Regions from separate parts of the Sus scrofa genome. Here region 1 is linked to region 2. The links are chromatin contacts, called in public Hi-C maps. All regions are on one chromosome and are shown on one strand. The core of a region is the stretch at or near the end of the contact, and the rest is flanking DNA. Distances in the headings are between cores, read along the strand shown. Region 1 holds the start of HERC2 (E3 ubiquitin-protein ligase HERC2). Region 2 holds the start of SARAF (store-operated calcium entry-associated regulatory factor).

Evidence for each region. A called contact is a pair of places that touch in the nucleus more often than the background predicts.
Region 1: a Hi-C map of liver shows a contact between it and region 2, with 7 times the contacts expected there. The contact joins the promoter of HERC2 here to the promoter of SARAF in region 2. A contact is called at or near these places in 1 of 5 promoter capture datasets (liver) and 1 of 47 Hi-C or Micro-C datasets (liver).

What each region holds. Positions count from the first base shown.
Region 1 is chr15:56,433,546-56,439,641 of Sscrofa11.1, forward strand. It overlaps HERC2 (E3 ubiquitin-protein ligase HERC2), which reads left to right and starts at 4,572. Exons shown (of 93, transcript XM_021075345.1): 1 at 4,572-4,884; 2 at 5,255-5,357. The coding sequence starts at 5,286.
Region 2 is chr15:54,931,538-54,937,303 of Sscrofa11.1, forward strand. It overlaps SARAF (store-operated calcium entry-associated regulatory factor), which reads left to right and starts at 2,453. Exons shown (of 6, transcript XM_001924775.4): 1 at 2,453-2,788. The coding sequence starts at 2,686.

The DNA of each region.
Region 1 (6,096 bases), core at 3,322-5,821, 1.5 Mb after region 2:
CCCAGGTTGCTCCGAGTCTTTGGTTAGTTTTCAGAATTCTGAATGAGTTGATTCTGGTAATTTCTGCCAGCTTTCTCATTGATTTTTATAGAGGAGAGAATATTCAGAAGTGCTTTCTTTCCATTTTCACTGATGTCACCCTATCCTCATTTTGAATTTAATACCTCATTTTGTTGGTTTTAATTCCATGTTGAAAATTTTTTCTTTCTCATCTCTGAAATATAGTTTCATTGGCTTCTTGTCCCCATTGCTGATATTGGTAAGCTGACTTTCAGTTTACTTAGCACTCATTTGAGAATGGCTAGGTTTTAGATCTTCTTTTTGTCTTGGATATTTTGCAGTTAACAACAGTGTTCATTTCGTTATGTTTATTCTTCTTGAGATTTACTTTACTTTTTAAATCTGATGATTCGTGGTATTTTAATCAATTCTAGAAAATTTTCATAGTATGTATTCTTCCACGGAGGAATATTCCTAGGGCACAAAGATATATTTGGTCAAATCACCTTATTAAAAATGAGCCTTGGAGTTTCCACTGTGGCACAGTAGAAATGAACCCAGCTAGCATCCATGAGGACGTGGGTTTGATCCCTGGCCTCTCCTTGGGGTTGGGATCTGGCATTGCTATGAGCCGTGGTGTAGATCACAGATGCAGCGTGGATTCTGCATTGCTGTGGCTGTGGTGTAGGCCAGAGGTTATAGCTCTGATTTGACCACTAGCTTAGGAACTTGCATATTCCAGGTGCAACCCTAGAAAGCAAAACCAAACAAACAAACAAACAAACAAGCCTCTAGTTTCTAAGCATGATCCACTACTCCCCAAACATAAAAACTTTTAAAAATGGGCATGTTGAATCTCAAATTTCTAGGATTTGAGTGAAAGAATCCACTTTCAGGGCACTTTGTATTTTCTTCTTATTTGATCTCGGGTCAGCTGCTGTGAGGACATCATGTCGCCTCCTCACCTTATTGCATTCCAGGTAACCTCTCTGAGTATGGCAACTACACTCAGAGTATCTACCTTATCTCTTTTTCTGGATAGATCCCAGATCTCTATGTTCTGAATATGGGCGCATAATCTCAGGGTTACCAAGACCACATCTCCTCCGCTTGATCCTGGTTTCTAAGTTCAGACTGTAAGTAACTACTCCCACAACACCAAGAATTGGCCTCGTTTGCTATTTTTTTCCCCAGGTCTTTAAGAATAGAGTATGTATACCTTCTAAGGCACAGGACCTTGTCTCCCTGCTTGATAAATCCCAGTTTTCTAGAAACTACTCCCAGGTCACCGAAGCTGTGTGTTCTTTGTTTATTGCACCCAAGATATCTCATCTGAGTATAGGCAACTACTCTAAAGTCTTGTGTCCTCTGGGTAGGTGACTCTTGTGCTAGGAAAGCCTGTGAGAATGGGTCCATTGGTAGCAGTGGGAAAAAGGTCATGAGCTGAGTGCTTAAACCATCAGTGAACATGAGAAGTGATGAAAAGCAGTGTGGATGACTGCAGTCAGGAGCAGAAAGTGGTCTAGTCTGGTAGAAAATGTTTCAAAGAAGTTTGGTGTTTTTGTCGTTTTGTTAAGTGAAGCAGGAGGATAATGGTTTTAAAAGTAGCAGGCGGCACTTCACACCCTAAGATGTTCAGATGTGGGAGAATAAAAAAGACATTGTTTTCCACAGGGGACAACAGAGCTTTCATTGAATAGTAACATGAAGATGATATTAAAAAATAAATTGGGAGTTCCCTGGTGGCCTAGTGGGTTAAGGGTCCAGGGTTGTCAGTGCTATGGCTTGGGTTGCTGTTGTGACACAGGTTCAATCACTGGCCTGGAAACTTCTGCATGCCATGGGTGTGGCCAAAAAAATAAATAAATTGAAGATGTTGCTGAAGATTGTCTGGGTTTAGAAGTAGAGGTGGGGGAAATAGATAAGAAGTAGGAACCTAAATAAGATTAGGAATATACAGAGCTATTTTATTCAACTTATTTATTTTTGTTTCTTGTGCTTTTTTGTCATATCTAGGAAATCATTGCTAAATCCAATGTCATGAAGCTTTCCCCCTATATGTTCTTCTAAGAGTTAATATACTCTTAGTTCTTACTTTCAGGTTTGATCAAATTTGAGTTAATTTTTATATATGGTATAAGGTAAGGGCCCAACTTCATTCTTTTGCATGTGGATATCCAGTTTTCCCAGAACCATTTATTGAAGTCTGTCCTTTCATGATTGAATGGTTTTGTTGGAGATCAATTGGACCAGACATGTGAATGTTTGTTCTGGGTTCTGTATTCTATTTCATTGATTTATACATTTATCTTTTTGGAAGTATCATACTGTTTTGTTTACTGTAGTTTTGGAGTAAGTTTTCCTATCCTTTCCAACCTTGTTCTTTTGGCTTTTGTTTTGGCTTGCATGTAGGTTTTCATAAATGTGCATTATCAGGTTGAGGAGCCCTCTTCTCCTGGCAGTTTGCTGAGAGTTTTTATAACGAGATTGAACTTTATCAAAACCTGTTTTTTAAAATCTGTTGAGATGATCTCATGGTGAATTACACTTAGCTTTGAACGTTAAATCAATCAAATTCTTGGGATAAACTCCACTTGGTTATGCTGTATTATTCTTTCTGTATGTTGATAGAATCAACTTGCTGTAAGTTGGCCACAATTTTTGTGTTTGTTTATGAGGGATATTGATCTTCAGTTTTTTCATAGTTTTTTTTTTTTTTTCCTGGTTTTCCTGGTTTTTCATGGTAATCCTGGGCTTATAGAATGAAAATGTTCAGTCCTTTTCAATTTTCTGGAAGAGTTTGTATAGAATTGGTGCTACTTCTTTATTATTTATTTGGTAAAAGCAAAAGCAACCAATCAAACAATCTGGGCCTGGAGGTTTCTTTTTTGGAAGATTTAAACTGTAAACTGAATTTCTTTTTTATTTTTGGCCATATCCAAAGCATGTGGAAGATCCCGGGCCAGGGACTGAATCTGTGCCATGGCAATGACCTGAGCTACAGGAGTGACAGCAGTGGATCCTTTTAAATTGCTAGGCCACAGGAAATCCATAATTTAATAGGTATAGTTCTGTTCAAGTTATCTATTTCATTTTGAGTGAGTTTTGGTAGTGTACAACTTCCATGGAATTAGTCTTTTTAATACAAATTGTCAAATGTGTATGTATAGAATTGTTTCTGGTACAGGTATCCCCATGCTTTTTTTTCAGAAGTTCACTTTATGTCACTTTGCTTTCACGAAGAGATCTACATTACTGTTTTCAATAACCAAAGAAATGCAAAGGGAACTTTTTGCTTCCATGAAAAAAGGCAAAAAGTGAAAATAGTGTTCAATGTTTATTTTGCAGTGAGCTGTTCTAGAGGTAGCCTATACCCCAGGCAGCAAGTGGCACTGCCAAGCACTTTCCCTGGGAACTAATTACACTCAGCATCTCAGCATCTAACCACCAGAGATGCTGGTGTCTGCATCTGAGCTTTACCTTGATTTATTTTGTGCATCCCTTAGCAAGATGTGTCCTAAGGCAAATACTTCTTTGCTTTACATAGTTTTCACTCCCAAAATTTTCATAGGAATTCTGTTTTGGATGGTGGGAGCAATTTGTATATCCTCACTGTCCTTCCAGTCTTTAGTGGTAACTCAGCTGCATTTCCTGTTCTTTGTAGCTTGTATGTCTTATCATACAATCTTTGCAAAGGATTGCTTTTAGTTTCATTGATTTTTCTCTATATTTTTTTGTTTTCAATTTCATTTATTTCCGCTCCTTTACTATTTCTGCCCTCTTCTTATTTTGGGTGTGTGTTGCTTTTCTTTTCCTATTTTCTTACATTGTTCATTTGGGGCCTTTCTTATTTTCTAAGATAAGCAGTTAGTCTCATTTTAATCAGTACTTTAGTTGTGCTCTTGTAATTCTGATGTATTATTTTAATTTTTGTTCAATTAAAAATAGTTCCTTTCCTTTCAGATTATTGATTATCTAGAACTGTATTGTTATACTTCCAAGTGTTTTGGGATTGTCCTGTGTCTCATTGATTTGAGTTAACTCTATTACGATCAGAGAACATACCCTGTAAGACTTTGTTTTAAATTTCTTAAGAATTGTTTTCTGGCTACTCGTTCACTGGAACTAAAAGCTTTCATTGCCTTCTCCGAGTTTCCGGCTACCAGGTGCTCCGGTTGCATTCAGCGGGACAGACTGGAGGAGGCTCTTGCAGAGCCCAGACAGCCTCACCTCCAAGAACTGCGCCCGCAAAAACCTGGACCTCCTCCAGCATTGAGACCACCAACCGGCAGCCTGGCTTTTTGAGAGCGCAGTGCGAAGACCCGGCAGAAGCTTGTTCGTGCGTGCGTGTGGGCAGCGGAAATCCCGCCTCCGGGCGTTTGCGGTTGGCCCTGACCGCAAGGGATGAGCCCGAGGAGGAAGACGGGTCGGATTGGAGGAAGCTGAAGAGTCCGGAGGCGGGGCGAGCAGGCTTATCCTCCTCATTGGCCGGACCCTCGGAGACACCTCCATGCCATTGGCTGGGTAGCGGGGGGAGGCACCTCCCGTCCGCCCGCCCCTTGGGCCGCGGGAGGCGCCGGGATCGCGACCGCTGGCTGCTGAGGCTGTGTCTACGCTCGCCGGAGCCAGGCGGCCGGGCCTCTGCCGTCAGGTCTTCGTCCCCGCGGGGCGGCGAGGGCGGCCGGCCGCTGGGGCGGTGCGGGCCCGGGCCAGGCCGAGCCGGTGCACGGCGGGCGTTGGCGCAGCCGCCGGACCTTGGCCTGCGCGGACCGCCGGCGGCGCGGGTCTTGGCTGCCTTCTCATTTCCAAGTGATTATTGTTTTGGATTTTTCTGCAGACGTGAAGTTTGATTAATTTATTTCACTCACCAGTCGCTGGTCAGAGGTAAAGCGGCAGATGCATGCTAGTGTCATTTGTTGTTGAGATGTGGGCTTCCTGCAGTCTGTTAGCGTGTTTACCTTTTGGATTTAAGGGAAGGGGATGGATGACATTGTGATTTGGTTTCTGTGACCGTCCATTCTCAAGGTCTCTTACTTGGAGTGGAAGTAGGCTTTTTCCTTTCTCGCTCCATCTTTCTCTTTTCCTCTTTTCTCTCACTCCCCTCCCCCAGCGCTTTTCCCCTCCCTCCTTTCTGTTCTTTCTCGCTTTTTTTTTTTTTTTTTTTTTTTTTTTTTGCGGCATTAAACCTTGCGGGAGGGTCTTTGTAAAATTTTGAAAAGGTTTATGGCTTCAACATTTCTGTTTTTACTTTCAGGTTTTACAGCTGGGAGGAAACCAGGAGAAAGATGCCTTCTGATTCTTTCTGTTTGGCTGCCCAGGCTCGACTTGATTCCAAATGGTTGAAAACAGATATACAGGTGGGGTTTTGATATACCTTTTTCCTGCTGTGCACCTGCGTCCATAGTTAAATTTATGGTTAACGCTTTTCTTAGGATATGTAAGAGCATGCAGATCGAATCTTACCATATATTGGAAAAGCAGGTTTATTTTCCACAACTTAAAAGTTACCTTTTATTGTATCAATTTTTATTGCTGTTATAGTGCGCATAGCTACATTTTAGTTACAGTTATTTATAAGTGCAAGAAACATGAGATAGAGTTATGGAAAAAATTTTTTGTTATTATTTTTTAAGAGGTCTGTATCATTCTTATCCATATCTTGGTGACTTTGTTAAGTGATACTTTTTGAGGTGTTCAGTTAGTTGTGCAGGGGAGAAGGACAGTAATTTATGATGTCCTGCAGAAACCCACTCCTTTTTATGGGATTCTGTGTTTGTTTCTGGAGAGACAAGTTCATTTGAGCTATTTGTTTGGTATTTGTGACTGATCTTATTGAGAGAAGTCCTTGGCGTTGTAAATCAACTATACTCCAGTAAAAAACAAACAAACAAAACCTTGGATTTTCACATCAAGGACAGGTGGAAGCAAGATGTTGGACTTAGACTCTAATAATTTTGTTTGAAAATAATTGCAAGCTTGTCCAGAAATTATCAAATAAATAACAGTAATATTTCTATTCTTTAACCCAGGTTAGTTTTGTTCGCAAATGAAAATCTGCTTTTGTAACTCCCTTTTCCCTTTAGAATCAATGTCTGA
Region 2 (5,766 bases), core at 1,203-3,702:
TTCCTCTTGTGAAGACAAATGGGTATTACAGACACTTGTCCTTGATGATATTAATGGGCAACTGGGATTGATCTTCAGGTTATGGGGGGGTCTATATTTTTTTGCATTCCTAATCATGAAGAAATTCTAAGTGATGATGCTCTTTTGACTTTTTCCACTAGATCCACAGTGTTTTAGCAAAAAGCAAAACAAAACAAAACACTCACTGCCTTAAGGACTACTTTTTGGCCTACAAATGTTGTCTAGAGTCAGTTGAGACCTTAAAAACAATATTTCTAAATGTTATATTTCAAAGACCAACTACAACAGAAGTCTTTGGATGCTTCCTCAAAATGCAAATTCCTGGGTCTTACTCCAGACCTTTTATTTATTTATTTATTTTGCTTTTTAGGGCTGCATCCGAGGCATGTGGAGTTTCCCAAGCTAGGGGTATAATCGAACCTGTAGCTGCCAGCCTACGCCACAGCCACAGCAACATGGGATCCGAGCCACAACTTCGAACTATACTACAGCTCATGGCAACACCAGATCCTTAACCCACTGAGCGAGGCCAGGGATTGAACCTGCAGCCATTATGGTTCCTAGTCAGATTTGTTTCCACTGCACCACAATGGGAACTCCCACTCCAGACCTCTGAATCAGAACTTTTGTGGGCAGAGCACAGGAATCTCAAGTTTTTTTGATTTTTTGTCTTTGCCTTTTCTAGGGCCGCTCCCTCAGCATATGGAGGTTCCTGGGCTAGGGGTCTAATCGGAGCTGTAGCCAGCATCCCAAAGGAGTCCTATGCATATTAAAGCTTGATAGTAAGTGTCTGAGAAAGAATGTCAGGAATTTTTCTTCATTAGTTTTCCAAGTGAATCTAAGCATTAATGTTACATCCTTTGAATGTTCTCTAAATATTCTTATATAATAGTTAATCAGTGTTACCTTTCAAAGTTTCAAAACTTTTCTTTCAGATGGCTTATCTTCCCACCTCAATTTGCAAAGATAGGATGAGGGTGAGAGGAAGAGAGCTATTGTTTATTGAGCAGCTGCTATAAACATTTATCTGATTTAATACTCTCCACAGTTTTGTAAAGCTGTAATCCCCCCCCCCCCCCCCCCACGCACCAGCCGCACCCATGGCATACAGAAGTTCCTGGGCCGGAGATTGAATCCAAGCTGCAATTGTGACCTATGCTTATGCCTCAGCTGCAGCAATGCCGGATCCTATGTATTGTATCTCTTCCTGTAGCACTAAATACTATTTTTATTTTGATAACAACTGCATAGTTTACCTTACCTTGAAGTCCAGACTTGTATATCCAAGTGTCTATTTGACATCTGCTTGGGTCTTGACAGTTACCTTGAACCTGACATGTGGTTATCTTTATTTCAGTCCCACTCCAAGCCACCACTGTTACGCCTTCTCTTGTTCCACGTTTCTCCAAGTTTACTTTGCCTCAGTTGTACTGGCTTTGTTTGCCTCTTCCAACCACTACATTTTGTTTCATTCATTGCAGAATCTCCAGTGCCTAGAACAGTGCCTGCAGGTACTGTTAGGTAGTGGTAGGTACTAAATATATTAAGATACTCATCAAATTAGTGAACGGTGTTCCTCAAAACACAAAGCTAGGGCTTTTGCATCCACTGTTCCTCAGGTGGAGAAACCTCTTCCCCTGATCTGTATATTCTCCCATCATTCAGGTCTCAAAGCTTCAAAATCACTTCCTCAGCAAGGTCCTCCCTGATTGTCTCCCAGTCTCTTTGTATCATCTTATTTTATTTCCATCAGTGCACTTATCACTTCATCTTCATTTACTAACTTAGTATGTAATTTGTTTGTCCTATTTCTCCTCAATGTAAGCTCCATGAGTTCAAGGATGGTGTCGCCTCCAGCCTAAAATAGCACCTGACACATACTAGGCATTCATCCTGTATTTGTTGAAGTAATGAATGAAGGAATTCTCCCCCAGACATGTCAGACCTCAAAGATAATTCTTACGCATTCTTAGAACAGTTTTGTCTGGCTGGTTCTTTCTTTAGGTGTTAGTTTTTACTCCTCATATCTTGTAAATTCCCACTGCCTCCACGTTGGAGGAAATGTATAAAAGTTCTGAGCTTCTGAAACTAGACAATATATTTCCACGCTCTCTCTCTTTAAATCTCCTATGTATTTAGCAAACTAATAGAACACGAATTATGCTAAGTGCTGAAGCCATAAAGTTGATTAAGGCACAGTAACTTTCCTCTGGAAGGTTATTGAGGTTTTGTAAATACATCACTTAACTACATTAGCTTTTGCTTTGCGATGGTTTCACTCTCTTCAACCACAGCACCTTCACCGTGAATCCGCAGGAGGCCGGCCCGCGGCCCCGCCCCCAGGCCCTGCTTCTCGCCCTTGGCTCCGCCCTTAACGCGGCCCGCCCCGCCCCCACCACCACCCTGCCCCCACCACCGCCCTCAGCGGCTCTGAGCCCCTGGGGCGGGGCCAAGCTTCGACCATTCCTGTTCCCCCACGCGCCTCAGCGGCAGTGACGTTAGACAGGCGCACCGACCTTCCTTGAGGCTGCGGGTCTACGGAGAGATCGTCTTCTCTCCGCGGCCCGAGCTGCAGTTTCGTTGCGTAGGGCCTCGCGGATTTCCGCAGCCTGGTGTTCTGGCCCGCGAGCACCCCGCAGCTGCGCGCCATCTTCACCAAGCGCCATGGCGGCGGCCGGCGGGCCGAAAGCGACCAGATGCTGCCCTTTCTTCGGTCTCCTTTTGCTTCTGCTGATCGCGGGCCCTACCCGGGGCTGGAACGACCCTGGTGAGTGCTGCCCTCACTCCCTCCTCTTGCTCTCTTCGGCAGGCGCTGAGAGGACCCCGGCTGGGGACCATATCCCTTCTACCCTATTTGCTCATTTCCATCCTCTTCGCTGTTCATCTCTGTCCTGCCTGGATCTTTTGCTCTTCCCAGACAAGTGTAGACTGTTGGGGAGTGGGCGGGGCGGGGCGGGGCGGGACGATCTAATGTAATTAATGTTCCCATCTCCCTTCCCTGGATTCCTAGAATTTGCCCACCTTTTCCTTCCTCGGGCTACACCCCTCATCCCCTGAGTCTGGCTGGAAATCTCGTCCCTCACCTGCGCCTCTTGTTTTGTTGTCAAGAGTGTCTGATGTCATGGCTGTTCTCTTGGCTGCCTGTTGCTACACCTGAGAGTTGCCATGGCACCGGCAATCTCTGAGTCACACTTAGTGAACAGGGCTGCAAACCTTGGAAGTCGGTTAGCAGAATCATAAACTGTACTGTTTACCTGAGCACAAGTTGTGCTGTTTATTCTATTACAGCAAAGTACATTGCGTTACACCAGCTTTTCCCATTGAATTAAAAAAAAATTTTGTGTGTGTGATGGTACACGGTAAGTGATTTCTAGGGAAAAGTTTCTTTTATATCACTATGTTATTAGACTTGTCTAACAAATTTTTATGGGATCGATAGTATTCCGTGTAATTAATATTGTGTGTGTATGTATGTACACATAATACAGATTTCCATTTAATAAATGATGTATGCTTTAAATAGGAGTGATGTAAAAAAATGACTTAAACTATGAAAACATCATTTTTGGTTTGGAAAGGAAAGATGTTGAGGTATGGAATGTGTACTAATGTTGCAATCATGACTTGGTGAGAGGAAATGCCTGTGTTTTTGAACTTAACAGATTTTTCTGTAGTTTCTTATTTTATTCTTAAATGTTAAAATGAGAGAGAAGGCACTATTTGTAAGTACTTGACTTTGAGTACTCCTTTGATGTGGATGTTTTATTACTAATAAATGAAAAGTCAAGTTGGATTTAAATGATGTCGGTATAATTTTCCTAATGTATTCCTAGAAAGTTTCATGTAAATAGGACTTTGATCAGAATTATAGTTTAGAAACTAGATTAAAACATTAAGTAGTTGAACCCTCAATCAGTTCTTTTCTTTCTTTCTTTCTTTTTTTTTATTTTTTTTTTTTTAGGGCTGCACCTGCAGCATTTGCAAGTTCCTGGGCTACAGGTCATTTGGAGCTGCAGCTGTTGGCCTATGCCACAATCACAGCAACTCAGTTGCCTATGCCACAACCGCAATTGAGCCACATCTACCACCTACGCTGCAGCTTGCAGCAATGCCAGCCAGATCTTTAACCCATTGAGTGAGGCCAGGGATCAAACCACATCCTCATGGATACTAGTTGGGTTCTTAACTGGATGAGCCACAGTGGGAACTCCCTCAATCAGTTCTTAAATAAAAAAAGGAAATTTATAGATGAAGAGTCAGGGGAATAATAAAAAAAAAAAGGAACCATATTTAAATTAATGGTGAACCATTTCCTGGTAGTTCTTAGTCTACCTACACTATAAAACTACTCTTCTGGAACAAAAGGCACCAAAATATTTTGCAGTGTAAACTCAATTAGTTTTTATAAATTCTACTCCACCTTAAATTTCTTTTGAGGAACTATATCATGAAGGCATTCTAATATGTTTCTTGAAAATTTAGATCTTTGGCCCATGTGGAATTAAGTTTTTATATAGCTTTAGGTGGATTTTCCTTTAGCTATTTACTCAGTTATGCCCAAACCATTTATTGAAGAAGACTTCCTTTCCCACTAAATTAAAAAGCCCACTATATCTTTTTTTTTTTTTTTTTTTTTGTCTTTCTGTCTTTTCTAGGGCCGCACCCTCGGCATGTGGAGGTTCCCGGGCTAGAGGTCTAATCGGAGCTGTAACCACCTGCCTACGGCAGAGCCACAGCAACGCCAGATCCGAGCAGCGTCTGCAGTCTACACCACAGTTCAGGGCAACGCCGGATCCTTAACTCACTGAGCGAGACCAGGGATCGAACCCGCAACCTCATGGTTCCTAGTCAGATTCGTTAACCACTGAGCCATTACGGGAACTCTAGAAAGCCCACTTTATCTTATATTGAATTCCCACACATATCTAGATTTATTTCTAGACTTTTGTTTCACAGTTCACTTGCCTGTTTTTGTTATGATTCTGTATTATTTTGATTATTCTAATTTTATAGTAAGCTTCATTATCTGGTAGAGCAATGCATTCTGTTTTAATTGACTATAAAAACAGTGCATTTTTTAAATTGAATTTATAGTTAACTTACAATATTGTATTAGTTTAAGGTGTAGTGATTTGATATTTTTATAGATTATACTCCATTTAAAGTTATTACAAAGTAATGTCTCTACTTTGCTGTGCTATATAATATATCTTATTTGCTTACTTAAGCAATGTATTCTTTCTCAAGAAATTTTTGGGTATTTATAGATGTTAACCTTGAACATAATTCCTTTCCAGTTCCAAAAGAGCCCAGCTGGGCTCCTGTTTGGAAGTGCATTAAATTTATTTAGGTTTTATTGTATGTATATTTTCTTATATATGTCACATATTGACTTTAAGTTTATTTCTAGATATTTTATGTATGTGTGTAGTTTGTCACTAATTTGAGATAGGCCTTTACAATTTCATGTAATTGGATATCACAGGTATAGATAAAGTTGTTGACTTGGTAATTGATAAAATATCCAGCTGTTTTATCAAATTGTATTATGACAGGGTTGTCTTTTGGGAAGTTCTCTTGGATTTTGTAGGTCCAGCAATTCTAAATAAAATGTTATTTCTTCTACTGTTTGTATGAAGCATAAGAGATACTGCTGGATGAGTACTCAGAAGCTGTTCTCTACTTTCTTCTCCTTGTCTACCTCTGTGTAAATACTAGAAAAGCCAAATACTCATTTTACTAGAA